4 separate regions of the Mus musculus genome follow, and all the other regions are linked to region 3. The links are chromatin contacts, called in public Hi-C and promoter capture Hi-C maps. All regions are on one chromosome and are shown on one strand. The core of a region is the stretch at or near the end of the contact, and the rest is flanking DNA. Distances in the headings are between cores, read along the strand shown.

What was found. Promoter capture Hi-C pulls out the DNA fragments that hold promoters and counts their contacts. Hi-C and Micro-C count contacts between places; a contact is called where the count stands out from the background.
Region 1: a promoter capture Hi-C map of neutrophils shows a contact between it and region 3, with 2.9 times the contacts expected there. The contact joins the promoter of Cpne1 here to the promoter of Norad in region 3. A contact is called at or near these places in 3 of 39 promoter capture datasets (3T3-L1-derived adipocytes, liver and neutrophils).
Region 2: a contact with region 3 is called in a Hi-C map of B cells, with 11 read pairs. The contact joins the promoter of Cep250 here to the promoter of Norad in region 3. A contact is called at or near these places in 3 of 39 promoter capture datasets (the 3T3-L1 cell line, the C10 cell line and pre-B cells), 1 of 484 Hi-C or Micro-C datasets (B cells) and 1 of 115 datasets of contacts at active chromatin or transcription factors (T-cell acute lymphoblastic leukemia).
Region 4: a promoter capture Hi-C map of liver shows a contact between it and region 3, with 2.1 times the contacts expected there. The contact joins the promoter of Spag4 here to the promoter of Norad in region 3. A contact is called at or near these places in 1 of 39 promoter capture datasets (liver), 1 of 115 datasets of contacts at active chromatin or transcription factors (memory CD8 T cells) and 1 of 9 other capture datasets (adipose tissue).

What each region holds. Positions count from the first base shown.
Region 1 is chr2:156,110,112-156,114,366 of GRCm38.p6, forward strand. It overlaps Cpne1 (copine I), which reads right to left and starts at 1,854. Exons shown (of 16, transcript NM_170590.3): 1 at 1,675-1,854. It overlaps Rbm12 (RNA binding motif protein 12), which reads right to left and starts at 1,854. Exons shown (of 3, transcript NM_029397.3): 1 at 1,675-1,854.
Region 2 is chr2:155,954,414-155,959,165 of GRCm38.p6, forward strand. Cep250 (centrosomal protein 250) reads left to right here and starts at 2,145. Exons shown (of 33, transcript NM_001130000.1): 1 at 2,145-2,244.
Region 3 is chr2:156,391,695-156,396,503 of GRCm38.p6, forward strand. It overlaps Norad (non-coding RNA activated by DNA damage), which reads right to left and starts at 1,285. Exons shown (of 1, transcript NR_024329.1): 1 at 1-1,285. The region is part of intron 2 of Gm14170 (a long non-coding RNA gene); the gene reads right to left.
Region 4 is chr2:156,063,675-156,068,218 of GRCm38.p6, forward strand. Spag4 (sperm associated antigen 4) reads left to right here and starts at 1,539. Exons shown (of 12, transcript NM_139151.4): 1 at 1,539-1,997; 2 at 2,460-2,564; 3 at 2,893-2,959; 4 at 3,131-3,192; 5 at 3,415-3,458; 6 at 3,638-3,663; 7 at 3,781-3,889; 8 at 4,073-4,148; 9 at 4,263-4,378. The coding sequence starts at 1,688. Gm39970 (a long non-coding RNA gene) reads right to left here and starts at 940. Exons shown (of 3, transcript XR_866890.1): 1 at 331-940.

The sequences.
Region 1 (4,255 bases), core at 604-3,103, 280 kb before region 3:
CCAATCAAAACATTCAACATGCCACAAAATTGTAAAAGAAGCCTAAAGTATATAACTAGTAGCCTAGAGCAGTAACCACCACAGTGGTTTGATGGTCTCAGATCCGAACATAAAATTATACATTACAATCCACAGTGACCAACATTTAATCAAACACAAGGTGATATAAAAATATAACACGTTTTGATAAACTATCCAATACGCCTTGTGAAATCACCTAAACACAAACATTTCATTTCCTTCCAAAATTATATTCGAAGTTATGTGAACAGTTCTTCCACAATCACTTTCTACAAATCCAAAAGTCTCCATCTCATCAAAAGCAACAAGTTTCAAAAACAAGTACATCAGTTTTATTTACCTATTTTTTTTAAATAAAGATTTTTTTGTAGGATTTTTTTCCAACTGCAAACGCTCTTTAACATTTTAACAGTATACAATGGTTAACAAGGTCCCGGACAATTTTTGTTTCTAAGACTGAAGTTCACCAAAAATTACAGCTCAAACTATCCAAAAAGCCCTGAAAGAAATAGTCTCTCCCTTGAGTTGCCATCCATCCTAGTTTTTTCCCACCAAGTCATATAATAAGATTCGCATCAACTTAAATCTTAACGTACACAATAAAATGGTTTCTGCCAACTGCACACACTCAGTCATCTCGGAATCTAGGAGCCAAGAAGGCTTTAGGACCCAGAATACTTCTGCAACACAGCCTGTAATTCGCAACTTTATCTACCAGAATGAATGGATCTTTAGCACTTGAATAAACCACAGGGGACTCCTTAGAACTTCCAATAAAACACACACTTAGGTTACTAACTCGCTTACTAACACGGGCACTCCAACCTGCTACGTTAGTCCATACCCCAATACTAACCTGTAGATCTTTAAAATGCCTTTCCTTCTATTTTACGCGGCTGCAAAGTGGCGCCGCCAACCTTCAGACAGTAAGTAAGCTATCTAAGACACCCACCCTCCTTCCTCCAACTCCCAAAGGTGCTGCAGATAGCAGCCCCTCCCCTAGTTGGGAATCAAGGACCAGCCATCCTAGCTACAATTCTTCAAGCCTCTCCGACCTACAGGGCGGCTCCAATCACCTACACTTAGGAAGCCCCTCCTCAGCGCTAGACCTAGGAAGCTATACACTGCAATCCCTGCACCTCCAGGCCCTAAAAGCGACCGGTTCCCAGCCTCCCAGGACACCTTTCCTCCCCATAGGAATGTCCCTAGTGTAGTCCACTTTTGCAGGTCATAGGCCACTAGGACCTCTTCACTTCGGGGCAGAGGTGAGAGTTAAAACCTCGTTCCCGCTTAAAGCCAACGAAGCCTTCCCCACTAAGCGTGCAGGCGTTTTCATCGCAATCCCCCCCCCCCCGACCCGGTAGTTCGCAGGCCGCGAGGCCACCCGATGCTGGCCGCTTCCCCTCTCAGGACCACCGGGCATCCCCGCTAAGGCCCTGCTCCCACTTCGGCACGCAGACTCCACCTTTCGCATCCTCGGAGGCCCCGGAGCGTGAGCGGCGCCCCAGGACCCCCGCAGCCCCGCCGCGACCCTTTGTGTTGGGCGCTCGCGGCCGCGGGCTCCGAGGCCTGGGAAGGCCCCGCCCCGAGGCACCAAGGAGGCGGCTCGAGCCCCGCACAGCCCCGCCCGTTCCGGGGCTGCGGGAGTCTTACCGGGGAGAGCTTGCGCGGCACCAGAACCCAGACCCGAGTTACCCCCCGCGCGAGTGCCTCAGCCCTGCGGCCGACAGCCCCAGCCCGAACGGCTTTCCCGGAGCCCACTGCAGCCAACACCTCCACAGCCGCTTCACAAAATGGCCGCCCGCCCGCTCCGGCGCTCCGCGTTCCCGGAGTAGGCGGGGCGCCGCTGCCGACGTCACCTGATGGGAGACGCAGGCGCGCTGAGGATTTGGGGTGGGGGCAAAAGCTCGGAAGTTGCAGGTATTTGTGGTGAACCCGGTATTTTAGTAGCTGTTTGCAAAGTCAGACCTGAAGCTATTGTCCAAGGTTCCTTGCAGAGCTTTTAAAGTACAGGCTCCTTTGGCTCTTGGAGACCCCCGTGAAGGGAGAAAAACAATGCCTTCACTGCAGAACTGTCTTGAGGATTAAACGCACCAAGAAGCAAAAGCTTGAACCTTTTTTTGACTATTGAAAAAAAAAAAAATGGGAGGCAGAGGCAGGCGAATTCTGAGTTCGAGGCCAGCCTGGGCTACAGAGTGAGTTCCAGGACAGCCAGGACTATACAGAGAAACCCTGTCTCGAAAAACCAAAAAAGAAAGAAAGAAAGAAAGAAAGAAAGAAAGAAAGAAAGAAAGAAAGAAAGAAAGAAAGAAAGAAAGAAAGAAAGAAAGAAAGAAAGAAAGAAAGAAAGAAAGAAAGAAAGAAAGAAAGAAAGAAAGAAAGAAAGAAAGAGAAAGAAAGAGAGAGAAAGAAAAGAAAGAAAGAAAGAAAGAAAAAGGAAGGAAGGAAGGAAGAGAAAGAAAGAAAGAAAGAAAGAAAGAAAGAAAGAAAGAAAGAAAGAAAGAAAGAAAGAAAGAAAGAAAGAAAGAAAGAAAGAAAGAAAGAAAGAAAGAGAAAATAATCCTGCTTGGCAGTGGTGGCACAAGCCTCTAATCCCCGCACTTGGGAGGCAGAGGCAGGCAGATTTCTGAGTTTGAGACCAGCCAGCACTACACAGAGAAACCCTGTCTTAAACACACACAGAAAGAAAGAAAGAAAGAAAGAAAGAAAGAAAGAAAGAAAGAAAGAAAGAGAGAGAGAGAGAGAGAGAGAGAGAGAGAGAGAGAGAGAGAGAGAGAGAGAGAGAGAGAGAGAGAGAGAGAGAAAGGAAGAAAGGAAGGAAGGAAGGAAGGAAGGAAGGAAGGAAGGAAGGAAGGAAGAGAAAATATTCTTCTGCCATGGGGCTGGAGAGATGTCTCAAAGGTTAAAAGCTCATACTGCTCTTCCTGGCATCTTAAATTCTATGAGCTACATGGAGTGGCTCACAACCTCCTGTAACTCCAGCCTCAAATCTGACTCCCTCCTCTGGCCTCTGTAGGCAGCGACACTAATATGTACAAACTCTCACACAGAGACATTAATAAAAATAAATATAAAAAGAGTAAAATATCTTTCAATATTTCCTATAATCCCCAGTATTTGATTATACAGGGAGACCTAGGCTCTACCAGACTCTGCCCCTTGATTTTGTGTGTGTGTGTGTGCGAGAGAGAGAGAGAGAGAGAGAGAGAGAGAGAGAGAGAGAGAGAGAGAGAGAGAGAGAGAGAGCGCATGCGCGCGGGCAAATAAGAGGGATGGAGAGAGAGAGGAGAGAGACAGAGAGAAAGAGAGAAAGAAAGAGATTTTCTTGCCTCTATCTCCTGGAATTTTGGTGTGTACCTCCTTGTCTGGACCTAAGCTTTTCATAGTCACTGTGCCTTAAGATCAGGATCAAAAGCCTGTGACTTCCATTTCTGAATTGTTGTTCATTCCAGACTAAAAGTCCTAGAGAAGTCAATAACCCAGTAATAATGATGCCTAATATAATAGAACTATTCTGTGTTAAATGGCAAATGAATAAACAATAAGCTTAGCTGGGTAGGACCAAGCCCCAAGGTCACCACGCCCTTAATCTGCTTGAACAAGGGATTCAGCTCCATTTCCCTACCTGAACCGGATATTTTATATTTTTTCCTTTCTAAGCTTGCTACGCTTGTTCAAAATGCTCTTCATGAGACTTTCCCAGAGAACAAAGTCTCTAAAAAAGTTGGGCTTTTTTGAGATTTCCTTTGTCAATGTAATTAATATAAATCCCTTTACCTTAGCCTCAGCCAGACTCCTCATACAAGGGCAAAAAGTGACATATTCTTCTCCAAAATATCACAAGAGCAGTCTCTAGGCCACATACTGAAATTCTTCTTCACTGAAACCTCTTGGGCCATATCTACACAGTTGAAATCACCCTCAGCACCTATGTCTTCCATATTCTTCCTAGGATAGCCCTTTAAGCCCCACTTAAACCATTCCACTGTTTCCCAAATCCAAATCCCCAAAATCTACCTTCCTCCCAACAAAAACATGGTCAGGCCTATCACAGCAATACCCCACACCTAATACCAACTTCTGCCTTAATTAGGGATTTACTGCTGTGAACAGAAACTATGACTGAGGCAACTCTTATAAGGCCAACATTTTTTTTTAAGATTTATTTATTTATTTATTATATGTAAGTCTTAATAGCGTTCGCGCGCCCGACGAGGAAGAACACAACAGACCA
Region 2 (4,752 bases), core at 895-3,394, 440 kb before region 3:
ACTTACTCAATGCCTATGAGACTATACATGAAGCATTCAGAATAACTCACTCTCACAAGTTTATGAAACTTAAATTTCAGAGAGGAAACATGTGAAAACAATAAGTCAGTAAATAAAAGGCAGAATTTCTATGAAAGAAACAAGAAACCATGATGGGAAAACATAGAGTAAGTTTTATTTCTCAAAAATTATCTTGTTGCCTGGCAGTGGTGTCTTTGCCTCTAATCCCAGCACTTTGGTGGAACAACCAGGGCTACACAGAGAAGCCCTATTTTGAAAAACCAACCAACCAACCAACTAACCCCAAAAACCTAAAACGTTTAAAAAGCTATAGGGTGTTTATCTCTGTTCCCTAGCTCTCTCCTCTCTTTCCCTTCTCCCTGCCCGCCAACCCCCAACCCCGTGTATAATTCAGAATGTTCTGGAACTCCTCCTGTAGACCAGGCTCTAACTCAGAGATCTGCCTGCCTCTGTTTCCCCAGGGCTGGGTGTAAAGGCGTGTGCCTCCACTGTTCAGCTGTCTGGCTCTCTCATGTTCACACCACCTCACACCACCTATACATTAATTAGTTCACTCAACACTTCTGGGCATCTGTTTTGTATCAGATGGCCTTGTACTGTGTGCTAGAGTCACAGATGCCCAAGAAGGACTCTGTCTCGTGTAGTTCCCATAGTGCATAATCATCTGGGGTATTTGCAAGAATGCAGATTCCTGGCTTCACCTTTGGTCTACTGAGTCTTCAGGAATTGAATCGAAGTGTCAAGTCCCACCTCGTGTCTTGGTATATACTGAGATGATTCATTTCTTTGTTTTTGCTTATTTGTTTGTTTTGTCTCTACTAAAATTATAACCAACTGGGAATCAAATAAAAATTTAATGCTGGCCTGGAGAGATGGCTCAGGGGTTATATAGCAGTGACTGCTTTTCCAGAGGTCCTGAGTTCAATTCTCAGCAACCTCATGGTGCTCACAACCATCTGTAATGGGATCGGACGCCCTCTTCTGGTGTGTCTGAAGACAGCTACAGTGTACTAATATAAATGAATAAAAAATTCACACACACACAAAAGAAAGAAAGAAAGAAAGAAAGAAAGAAAGAAAGAAAGAAAGAAAGAAAGAAAGAAAGAAAGAAAGAAAGAAGGGAGGGAGGGAGGGAGGAAGAAAGAAAGGAGGGAGGGAGGGAGGAAGAAAGAAAGAAAGAAGGGGAAGAAGGAAGGGAGGGAGGGAGGGAGGGAGGGAGGGAGGGAGGGAGGGAGGAAGGAAGGAAGGAAGGAAGGAAGGAAGAAAGAAAGAAAGAAAGAAAGAAAGAAAGAAAGAAAGAAAGAAAGAAAGAAAGAGAGAAAGAGAGAAAGAGAGAAAGAGAGAAAGAGAGAAAGAGAGAAAGAGAAAGAAAAGCCGGGCAGTGGTGGCGCACGCCTTTAATCCCAGCACTTGGGAGGCAGAGGCGGGCGGATCTCTGAGTTTGAGGCCAGCCTGGTCTACAGAGTGAGTTCCAGGACAGCCAGGGCTACACAGAGAAACCCTGACTCGAAAAACCAAAATAAATAAATAAATAAATGAAAAAAATCAATGCTAAGAAAATGCGTCAATAATGATTGTACAATATATTATCAAAATAACTCCCCGTTCCTAGCGGAACGCAGTCAAGTAGCGGTAGTCATAACCGGACAAAGTAGCCAACGACACAGTTGTTTGCGAATGTTCTGTTTCCTGGGGCTGCGTGGAGGATCAGTAAAGATCTAAAGCTGAGACATTCGTTTGCCCAGATTTAACTGGAGCTAGGTGCTTTCACCCAGTTACTGTACTTGGCTTTGTTGGTGAGACAGTGCGCAGGTGCACCGAGACCTTGGCTACACGCATGCGCAGTACTTAACTCTGAAGCCACAGGCGGGAGCTTACGGGCGAGTGTTTCTTCTCCACCTCAGAACGTTCAGTGCTAGAATTCAGAGACGGTGACTGTCTTTACTTTTGGAGAGCGACCTTGGTCTCACTATATCCCCCCCTTTCCTTTTGGGCTTCTCTAGTAAGTTGGCTGCCAGTACTTAATATGGCGAGAGGTTTGCAGCGGCGCACTCATTCCCGGCGCTCGGCTGGACTGGGCTGGGCGGTTCCCCACGAAAGGGCGGGAGTTTGACGGGCGGGGCCTGGCCTCCAGACTGAGGGCGGCCCCAGGCCGGGCCTGCAGGTTGCTGCAGCGGCCTCGGTAGCTGCGGAGCGCTTCGGGATCCCCGGGAACCGACTCTGGTGAGGTGGGCAGGGGCAGGCGGGAGGCGCTGAGCGTAACGGTCCGAGGTCCAGGGCCTGGGCGCCCGCGGGGATGTCGCCTGGACAGCGGCTTCCTGTATCCCGGGAGGCACCCCGGGCCCAGAGAGGGGCTGGGACCTGTCCCAGTGGTCGGGGCCTGCCTGCCTCAGTTTCCTGCTGCAGCCGCCGCCCAGAGAACCTCACACTCGGGTGGCCCACTGTCGTAGCCCGGAGCTGACGGGATGAGATGCTGCGCGCCCTGCGGATCACGCTCCGTGCACCCGGGAGTTTTGCAGCGCCCTGTGCTCATACGGCTTTGCATGTGATCTTCCCCTGAAAGTCCGCTCTCAGCCCACTGCCCCATTATCAGAACTTTGATTTTTCAGAACTCAAAGATCACTTCTTTAAAAATCTTTCTTGAGGCCTGCTCCAGGCTCAACTGATCAGATTCTTGCCTTTTGCGAACTTTGCCCAAGTCAGTGTTCTGCCACTCTTTCTTGTTCTGGGCTTGTTAGAAATCATGTCCTTTTTTTTCAACTCTTATGCCCTATGATGACTACTAGTAACTAAAAAAAAGTTACTGAATAGTCGAAAGATGACAGCTCTATTAAATGCATTACCTACAAAGGCCCCTTTAATCCATGCAGCGATCTATGGTGTGCGTTCTGTATATTCACGTTTTATGCACGAAGAAACAAGCACTTATAAATCAAGTTTCACAATGAGCTAGAACCCCCTACGAATATTATGACTTAACTAGATTGCCTTTAGTTTGCTGTTTATACGTTAGCCTGTAAGATATGGAGGTCAGGGTTGCAACTCACGTTTCAATAAAAGGGCTGCTTTTTTTTTTAACCCAGCGTCTTATGCAGCCAGTCAGTGTTGAGATTTCAGGCCTGTGAGTCTAGGCTGGGCCCTGAGAAAGCTTATGAAGTAGGATTGATAATATTACCAAATCGATAGTTTTCTTAACAAAAATCAAGGCCAGCTCTGCACTGTCTTACTGGTACATCTACACCCTGTGCTGCAGGAACATATTGTCACATTTTGCTCAAATTACCTCAGAAAGCTTCAGGTGTGGATGTCATTAATTCATTCCCCTTAGGAAATGCTCTGCAGTGCTGTGAGTTTTATATTTTTTGATTTTGGCAGCTAATGAAATGAGAATAGAATTTGGAATTGAATTAGACTTTGATTTCCGCTTTGCTACTAACCAGTTGCGCCTGGTGGACACGTGAAGGCTATAGAGGACGTTGTGGAGATGTCTTTAGCCTTCGTGTGGGTTAGAATCATTAGGCCAACTCCTTACCTGTGGAACCATGCTCCCATGTAAAAAATATTTAGTTTTAAGCCGGGTGTGGTGGCGCACGCCTTTAATCCCAGCACTTGGGAGGCAGAGGCAGGCGGATCTCTGAGTTTGAGGCCAGCCTGGTCTACAAAGTGAGTTCCAGGACAGCCAGGGCTACACGGAGAAACCCTGTCTCGAAAAACAACAAACAAACAAACAAAAAACAACAACAAAATTTTGTTTTAATTATGTGTATGGGGGCAGCAGAGTGGATACAAATGCAGGTATCAGAGCTGTAGACCTCCTGGAACTGAGTTAGAGGCAGCTGTTAGTATGTGATGAGAACTGAATTTGCATGCCCTGCAAGAGCAATCTGGCCTCAAACTCAGGGATCTACTACCTCCTGCCTCCCACTCGCAGGGATCAAAGGAGTGCACCATCATGTCCAGCTTACATTGCCATTTTCTGAATCCTACTTTTCTTTCATCCTTTCCTTTTTTTTTTTTTTTTTTTTTTTTTGAGACAGGGTTTCTCTGTGTAGTCCTGGCTGTCCTGGAACTCACTCTGTAGACCAGGCTGGCCTCAAACTCAGAAATCCGCCTGCCTCTGCCTCCCAAGTGCTGGGATTAAAGGCGTGCACCACCACGCCTGGCTCATCTTTTTTTCTCTTTTTTGGGATTTTATTTATTTTTATTTCATATGTATGAGTGCTTTGTATGTGTGTCTGGGGGCATTAGAAGTTGAAGAGACCCTTGCATCCTCCAGGTAGTTACAAGTCACACATAGTCACGCCTGCCTCTGCCTCCCAAGTGCTGGGATTAAAGGTGTGCGCCACCACGCCTGGCTGAGGACAGTAATCTTAATCCCTCTAAGTTTTTACTTTGTGGTAATGGAAGTTGCAGCTGATTATTGTACGCGTGAAACACTATCCATTGTTTATGATCTTACTTTTGCTCTGTGAACAGCTGTGGAGCTGCCGACATTTTGTAAAGCTGTGTTGGTGATCAGAAGGATCACGTTACTTAATGTTGTTCATATAATGGCATAATATATAACGGCACTTCATACACCAGGTCTGTTTCACGAGCTGGGAATGCAGCACTGACTCAAACAATGTTAGTTGGGGTGTGTGTGTGTGTGTGTGTGTGTGTGTATAGTCTCAGTAGTTGGAAGGCAGAAACTGGAGGATCACAAATTCTAGGTCAGCCTGAGCCACCAGA
Region 3 (4,809 bases), core at 35-2,534:
TCACGGACCACAGTAGCTTAGAGCTCTGGATTTCCTTCTGGGAACCAGGGCACAAACACAATGCGGTCAACTCAGGAGAGGTTTGGCTTTTCTTCTCCAAACAATAATTCAAATGAATCCTAACAAAAAGGTATTTACAGCATGTTTACTACTTATAAAATATGGCAGGCACTTCAGAGCAGCTAGAAAGACATTACCCCCAAAACCTGGCATTTTCAAACACACTCAAATACACACACACAGGCACACACGCAAACATGGTGTGGGGGGTAAGAAATGAGGACTAAAATGCATACACAATACAATAGGATAAAAAAGAGAGACACGTCTTCTTCACACGACCAATCTGGCTCCGGGCCTCTTCTTCCTCCTGCTGGATCCTCTAAGGTACTGAACAAACAGGGACGAGTGTCGCTCCTGGGTCTTTCTAGAGGCGGCCTAAACAATTCCATTTCAAAATCACTTGCAGAAGACGTGTCCACGATCTTCTTTTTATGGCGACTGGGTATTCACGTCATCTCCTACCTCTCCTTTACCCTGCGTCGGCAATCTCTACAGTTAGACGTCCAGATTTAGCCAGAAGTCTAAAAAGGGTCGGGGGAAAGGTTGAGAGCAGCTTTTTCATATTATATACACAGGACTTCTACGGCGACAGCGTTTCCGAATGGCCGCCTGCGGTTGTCGCGTCTCGGCTTCTCTCGGGTGGAGGGAAGACCCGCGGCCCAAGAATCGATCGTTCCTCTCGCCGTGATTCGGGGCCCCGCTCACCTTCGTCCAGGCCCATCGAGGCCTCGGTTCATCCAGGTCTGCGTGCTCGGCCACGGGTGGGCCTCCCGTCCCGAGCCGGCGATGGCAGAGTGTTCTTGCTCAGACCCGCCGCCTTAGGCCGCAGAAGCCCCGAAGGCCCAGCCTTGGCCTTCAGGTGGATGCCATTCTTCCCGTCATGCCACGCTCGCCGCCACTTTCGAGGCGTCCTCGAAGGCCTGGCTGGGACTCCTCGGTGGGCCCGGCCCTGGAGAGAGGGCGCCGGTGGAGTCGGGGAGGCCGCCGCCATGCAGGCGCATCGTTGGCAGGGCAAGAGTCGCTGCGGAATGGCCGCGTGGCCTAGCCGGTGGCTGCCTCGAGGGCGAGGGCTCCTGGCGTCCGCAGAGTAGGGACCGAGGCTGCTCCCGGGCCCCTCGGGCTCACCCGGCGCGGGCCGAGGCCGTGAGGGGCCCGGGGCGAAGAAGGCCACACTCCCGAGCTCGCTGCGCTCTCTGCCGGAACTGACTTGGCAATTCTTCTCGCCCAGGCTGGAGCGGCACCGGAAGCCCGCAAAAACACCACCGGAGAGCTAACGTTTCCCCAACTGCAAGGTTCCGGCCGGGAGCGGGGGGGGGGGGGGGGGGGGGGAGCCTGGGGTTGGGGGCGGGGGTCTTTTTTTCTTTAAGTCTCTTTACATCTTTTGTAGAGACTAGAAGGCCAAGGGGAGAATAAAAGGCCAAAAGTGAAAAAGAAAAAAAGAAAAAGCCCACACTAGCAGTCCCAGCAATTTGTGATACATTATAAAAATAATTATAGGCAAACGCCTAAGGGCCTGAAGTACTACACTAGTCTCACTAGAAGTGGTGTTATAAACTAATTACCTAGTAAGATAGTGAACTGCTTGCCTCTTATCTACTCAAATACAACCCCATAGAATTTATTATTCCATGAGGCTAAGAAGGCAAATCGGACCCCTCCCCCCACATCACCCCTCTCACAGTTTCTGTCCACGGTGGTGTGTGTGTGTGTGCGTGTGTCTGTCTGTCTGCCTGCCTGTCTGTTTCTGTCTATCTGTGTCTGTGTAAAAGTTTTAGATGCCCTGGAACTGGAATTATAGACAGCTGAGCTGAGCCATCTCTCCAGTCCCCTGGAACAAAGTCTTGAAGGAGGCAAGGGATAACATAGTCTCACAGAGTGTGTGTAAAGAGCCTCCCTAACAGAAGAGAACAGCAAACAGTTAACAGGCTATGAAATGGACCACATAGGCCTTACCTGCTCCACAAAGAGCTAAGGCCAGGGAAGAGAGGAGGGTTGGATCTGGTCAATGAATACAAGACAGAAATGAGAGCCACTGAAGGGCTTTGAGATGTGCCATGAAAGTCAGCGGAATCAGGGACAAGGTCAGAGATGAGAGCCCTTACAGCAGATGGTGACGTATGGTATACAGTAGTTCTCCTGACCCTGGGTTCCCTTTTTCGTTTCAGCTACCCAGAGGTGAACTGCTTCCCAGAAACACTAAGTGGATAATTTCCCAAATAGTCACTGTGTACGTTTTACATTGCCCATAGTCCATGATGCCCCATACCATCCTTCCAGGATGTAATGTGTGCTGTTGTTTACTGCTTCCACTCACTGGTCAGTTAGTCACTCTCTCAGTTATCCGACTGACTATGATCAAACCACACAGCAAGTTCCAGGTTGGCCAAGGCTGTGTAATAAGCACTCTTCTGCCCCACAAAACATGCCAATGGCAACACTATCCTTGGGCCTGGAGAGATGGCTCAGCAGTTAGTGCTTGCTCTATCAGTGGACTAGAGTTTGGATCCCAGCACCTACATCAGGAAGCACAAGATGCCTGTAACTATAAGGAATCCAAAGCCCCTTTAGCTTCTGTTAAAACGCACACTCACATACGCACACGCACGAAAACACAAACACACATGTGGGCTGGAGAGATGGCTCAGCAGTTAAGAGCACTGTCTGTTCTTCCAAAGGTCTTGAGTTCAATCCCCAGCTACCACAGGGTGGCTCACAACCATCTATAAATGGGATCTGATGCCCTCTTCTGGCATACAGGTGTACATGCAGATAGAGCACTCATACATAAAATAAACAAATTTTTAAAAAAAGACAGAATAAAATGTCATAAAATCATTTTTTATTTAATTATGGTTCCAAAGTACAATGCTATAGTGGTTTTAGCAAATTGGACATCACAAAAAAAGCTATGAAGTGCTTCCTTCAGTGAAAAAGATGAACTTTTCTATTTAGTAAGGAAAGAAAAAAACGTGTATGTTGAGAATGATGAGCTCTATAGTAAGTATAGCCCTCCCTGACAACTGTGCTGAGGGTGGAGCCCACAGCCATGGGCATGCTTAGGATTTGCTCTGCCACTGAGCCACCTCTAGCCTAAGCTTACGACTCTTGATGTAAACACACACAGGATCCCAGTCAGAAAGGCCTTTCTGATGAGAAGCTGCAAGAAGACCACAGACTCTTGTCTACGGTAGATGACCAAGGGCCTGAGACAGGGGAATGACTGGAGGGCTAGAAAACTGAAGCAAAGGTCTCTAGCATTGCAAAAGAAGTGCCTGCCAGACTTAGCACCTGCAGAGCAGGAGTGATCCCATGGGGGAGGGTTTCAGACATGAAGGAGGGCTGGGCGGATAAGTGGGCACAGTGACATATCAAGGAATCAGCCATTGTGGTCCCTTTACTGCACTCTGGCTTCCCCCACAGCCAAGCTAGCTGGTATTCCTGGCACCCAGAGACAGCAGTGATACACATTTCCCGCTTTCTTTCAGTGATGATTTCTTAAACAATTTATTTTTATGCACTTTATATGCATTGGTGTTTTACCTGCATGCACGTCTGTGTGAGGGTGTTGTATCCCCTGGAACAGGAGTTACAGACAGGAGCTGCCATGTAGGTGCTGGAAATTAAACCTGGGTCCTCTTAAAGAACAGCCTTAATTGTTAAGCCATCTCTCCAGCCACTTTGTTGATTCTTTTAGACAGGATCTCATCACTATATTGTCCTGGCTAGCCAGGAACTCACTATGTAAACCAGACCGACTTTGAACTCACAGAGATCTACTCGAGGCTGTCTCCCAAGTGCCGGGCTTGTGCTAACACACACCCAGCAGGGCTTCATATGCAGATGTATTCATTGGGCATGTACTCTGGGCCAGGCACCTTAATAACTGAAGACTTTATTTTTGTTGTCTTACTTGATTTGCAAAGCAATCCTGTGAGGTATGTTGTATTACTCTCCTTACAGATAGGGGGCTATGTAATCTGTCTAGTTCTCAGGAAAAGCCTGTAGTTTAATCCAGGTCACCTGACCCCAGAACTCCCTGGAGCACTACAGAAGATTCTAAGGCCTGAGCAGACACTTGCACACAGAAACTCACAGCTTAGACTCGGAGCAGGCAAGCTAAGAAAAGCCTTTGAAGGACTTTCTATCTTGGGCCAGGCTAGAGATAATGGGATGCAGAATTCTGCTCAATTGGGAGGCAGCTTCTGGGCTAAATCTAAATGGTGCCGTTCAATTCTGAATATCAAGGCTGGGGTGCGTAAGTCCAGAAACTCTAAACAAGAATCTGAGGTCAAAGGTGAGCCAGTTCTATCCACCCTGTCCTTGTGGCTATCTCACATTAAGGATAACATGGGAGAAAAGGTACCAAACAAATGTAGTGAATGTTGCTAACACTTCTCCTTGGAAGCCATCACATGTCAGCCCTGTGACACACAGTAGTGTTTATTAGGGCAAAAGCTCTAAGCTCATTAGCAGGAAAGAGTGCTGAGCGTCAAGCCACCCACACATCTTGCCAGAGAAAGAAACAGTGAAGCCTTCCCTGGGCCTAGACATGCAATACCCACCTCCTTATCAACAGATCTGCACCCAGGCAGATCTGATTGGCAGTTGTGTGGAGGTGTCCGCCAACAACCTGATCATAACCCTCACTAGATCACTGCTTGAGTTTAGGAGTCTAATCTGTTCTAGCCCAGAATTTCTCCAGCTTCCATCATCCCCCAAACCAGCTCAACAGTGTCTTCCATGCCT
Region 4 (4,544 bases), core at 289-2,788, 330 kb before region 3:
AAGATGGCTCAGCAGGTAAAGGCACTTGTTGCCGAGCTTAAAGCTTATTCTCTCTCTGTCTGTCTCTGTCTCTGTCTCTTTCTCTCTCTGTCTCTCTGTCTCTCTGTCCCTCTGTCTCTCTCTCAGCTGGGAGTTGTGGTACATGCCTTTACCTCAGAGCTTGGGAGGTGGGGGAGGCAGGCAGATCTGAGCTCCAGACTGGCTTTGGCTGCATAGTGAGACTCTGTTTTAAAAGTGAATAGGAGGGGCCATAATAAATGTTTTAGTGTGTTGGATGATGCTCTGTTCCTTCCTAATATTTACTGCTTCCCTAAATACTAGGGCACTTACCAGGCTAGACCCGTCTAGGTACTGCAGGATACAGAAGTGAACAAAATCTAGGTGCCATTGTAGCTGGTCATGATGGACATGATGACATGCCCATAGTCTCAGGCTTGGGAGACTGTACCGGGAGTATGGTCCTGACTCGGGACCATCCTGGGTTATATATCCAGTACCAGGCTAGCAAAAGAATCAAAGCAAAACCTCTTGTCTAAATTACATAGGAGATTGGGGCAATGTCATAATCAATAAAATGTGCGGAAGCCCGGGGACCCATGTGCAGATACCCAGCACTGTAGGTAAAAAGCGACAGACCAGAGCTCAGGGGACTGTGATCCCGACTCTGAAGAGAGAGAAACAGCAGAATCCCTAGGACCCGTTGGTTAGCTCTCTAGTCAAACTTGTAAGAGACCGTGACTCAGAACAGAGAGGAGGAGTTGAGATGGCCCAGTGGATAAACCTCACGCTTGCTGCCTAAGCATGAGGACTTGCTTGTAAACCCCGAATCCACATAAACAGAGGGTGCTGTGGTACTTGCCTGTCACTGAAGCTCTGTGGGAGTAGGGACAAGTGGAACCATGGAGTCGTCCCAGCCCTCGTTCAATGGTTCTCAAACTGTGGGTCGGGACCTCCTTTGCAAACCTCTATCTCCAAAAGTTTATTCATAACAGTAGCAAAATTACAGGTTTTCTTTTAAAGACTTATTTATTTTATGTATATGAGTACACAGTTGCTGTCTTCAGACACACCAGAAAAGGGCATCGGATCCCATTACAGATGGTTGTGAGCCACCATGTGGTTGCTGGGAATTGAACTCAGGACCACTGGAAGAGCAGTGAGTGCTCTTAACCGCTGAGCCACCTTTCCAGTCCAACAAAAATATAGTTATGAAATAACAATGAGAATAATTTTATGGTTGGAGGTCACCCAACATGAGGAACTGTATTTAAAGGTCGCAGCATTAGGAAGATTGAGAACCGCTGGGGCCTAGTTGAAAAAACAAAACAAAAAAGTGAGCCCCAGGTTCAGAAAGAGAGAATCTATCTCGAAAGCTAAGGTGGGGAGCAGGAGAAGACAGCAGCAGAGATCAACTTCTGGATGGACACACACACACACACACACACACCCAAACCATGAACAAAAATGTATCAGGAAAGGGGGATGGGCTGCTGGCTCCCAGTGACGTCACGGGCGCTCTGTGACGCGGCTCCTCTGTGACGGTGACAACAGCACAGCAGCGGGAGGGTCGGCCGAGCCGCCGCGGGGCTCACGCAGGGTGCTACCCTGCGGCGCGAGGCAGCTGAGGAAGGGCCGAGGGCTTTGGCTGCGGCGACTTCGGCTTCCCAGAGGGGTAGCCCAGGTCAGGATGCGGCGGAGCCCCCGCTCAGGCTCGGCCGCATCCTCTCATAATCACACACCCAACTTCTACAGCGAGAACAGCAATAGTTCCCACAGCGCGACTTCGGGGGACAGCAATGGGCGCCGGTCCGCTGGGCCGGAGCTCGGGGAGCCCGAGGGCAGAAGGGCCCGGGGCTCGAGCTGTGGTGAGCCCGCCTTAAGCCCAGGAATGCCCGGAGGAGACACATGGGCAGGAAGCTCTCGGCCGAAGCTGGCGCCTCGGAGCCACAATGGGCAGACCGCCTGTGGCGCGGCAACCGTGAGGGGCGGGGCCTCGGGTGCGGGCGGGGTCGAACCCGGGGGCGAGAGGGCGGGGCGGGCTCGGGGGCGGGGCCCGGCGCGGACCTGGGTGCAGAAGCCCCGACCTGGCTCACGAGGGGACGTGCTCGACACGTGTCCCTCGGGGGCGAGCTCGGTGCCATGGCCGGTCCCGGGAGGGGGCGGAGGAAATCCTGTGCCTGGGCATGGCTGAGGAGGTGCCGCAGGGCCGGCGTGAGTGTGACCCTAGTCCGGCCGCACGGGGACTCAGACTGGGGGGCGGTTTCCACTGATTGAGACTCTCCAGCTCCGGGTCTGGGCGTGTGCAGGGAGTGTGACCTGGGGCAAAGGCCTGGACTAAAAGCCTGTTTGAGAGGCTGCCCAGCTGTTTGGCACTAGGGTCAGGAGCCTGCGCCCGGGCCCCGAGGGGAAGAGCGGGCCTGTGGTGCACAAAACCTCAATGGTGCCCTGGGCTCTTGCAGAACCGTCTGGATCTTCTGTAGTTTTGGAGGAACAACTCAACCTTCTCCCGATCCTGGATCTGAGGCAGGAGATGCCTACCCCGAGGGTGTCCAAGAGCTTCCTGAGTACGAGCCAGGCCAGCCCCATCCCCTCTGACCTTGGCACTCAGAACCCCATTTCTGCTGAGTCTGAGTCAGAGAAACCAGCCCAGATGCCCTTTGACCTCTGCTCTCGGACCCCCGCCCCTGTTCCCAGTTCTCCTCCTCGAGCCTGTGCCCTAGTGTCCAGCCTCAGCTCATTTCCCCAAACGACCCTTGCCTCCTGAGCCCCAGACTCTTGTCCTCCGCACCACCCCAGTCCCCACCCCGGCTTCTCTTGAGCCCTTCTGAACCTGCACTACCTCACCTTCATGGATCACCCTCTCTGAGCTGCTTCTCCGGTCTCCGTCCCTAGGCCTCCTCTTTCAGGTGCTGAGCATGGTGTTATCCCTGGCAGTCGATGGGCTGGTCTGTGTGTGCAGGTCAGAGGGAACGGCAGGGCTCAGGGAAGGGCAGCAGGGCTGGCCCCACCCAGGCTAGAGCAGATCCAGATCTGCTTGAGTTCCCAGAAACTGGGCGGGTCTAGGACCCCCACGGTCGAGGCTTGAGTGGTTCAGGGCCTCTAGGCAGCAGCTTCCACTCCTGTTCTTTAGGGAAATCTGCTCCATCCGCTTCCTGTTCACTGCTGTGTCGCTCCTGAGCATCTTTCTGGCAGGTGAGGAGCATCGATTCCCTGGGACCCAGCTCTGCAGGTTTGGGGCCAAGTCCAGCCCCCCCCCCCCGAACTCCGTCTTGGTGGCCTTCAGCCCATTCTAGTGACCCCCCCCATCTTGGTCTCCCGAGTGTGCTCCGGCAGCCCTAGGTTTCACCCCAACTCCTTGCTTTCTTCCTTGTCCTCTTACATCAGAGGACACCTTTCCTCTTTTTCTTCCTCCAGCACTCTGGTGGGGGCTCCTGTACCTGATCCCTCCTTTGGAGAACGTGAGTTGGGGAGACCTATGTCTCCAGGTGGGGTGAGGTTGTGTGTATGTGGGGGGCATCCCTGGGCTGTTGGGATGGGGGCAGTGTAGGAAGCACTGAGTATAAATCCCCATGGGCCAACCAAGAATGGTAGGGCAATGTTGACAGAGAAGGGTGCTTACTGGTCCCTTCCTCCACAGGAACCTACGGAGATGCTGACTCTAAGGTGAAAGGGCAGCTGGGGCAGGCCTGGGCAACACTGGCAATGCCTCTGTGGGTGCTTTCTGAGAGGAATGCACAGGGACAGGTAGCTAACTGCATGGTACCCACCTCCCAACTACAGCCAATACCACCACCGCGTGCATTCCCAGGGCCAGCAACTGCAGCAGCTCCAGGCAGAACTGAATAAACTCCACAAGGAGGTGTCCAGCGTTCGTGCAGCCCACAGTGAGGTGGGCTATGGCCCAGCTGGGAGGCTCAGGGGTCTAGCTGTGTTCACTTGGAAGACTGGGTCCCAGTGTGGGGAATCTTTCTCAAGGCCCTTAAGTTCCTACCTCAGAGCATCGAGTTACTGAGAAGCAGGCCTGCCTATAAGCTAGTTCACAGTCCTCCTGGGTCACCCTCTGCCTTTCTAGAGAGTGGCCAAGCTCGTGTTCCAGAGGCTGAATGAAGACTTCGTGCGCAAACCTGACTATGCACTGAGCTCTGTGGGTAAGACACAGAGAGATGTGGAAAGAGCTGGAGTGACGGTCCTAGACAGCCATTCTACCGCGCTGTTGAGAAGTCCCAGTAGGAGCCCCTGAAATTGACTTGTGCCTGTTCCAGGAGCCTCCATCGACCTGGAGAAGACGTCCAGTGACTACGAGGACCAGAACACTGCCTACTTCTGGAACCGCTTGAGCTTCTGGAACTATGCCCGCCCGCCTTCTGTCATATTGGAGGTGGGCCTGGAGCCAGAGGGCTTGGGGACAGTACCAAGGGGCAAGAGCTGGGGACAGGAGTCAGCCTGGTGCAGGGAGGAGTGGAGCCCAGGTCAGTTTGGCTCCAGGAGGCACTCCCCACTGGAAGAAGAATCTGGCATATTATGGTAGGGCGCCAACCAGGCAG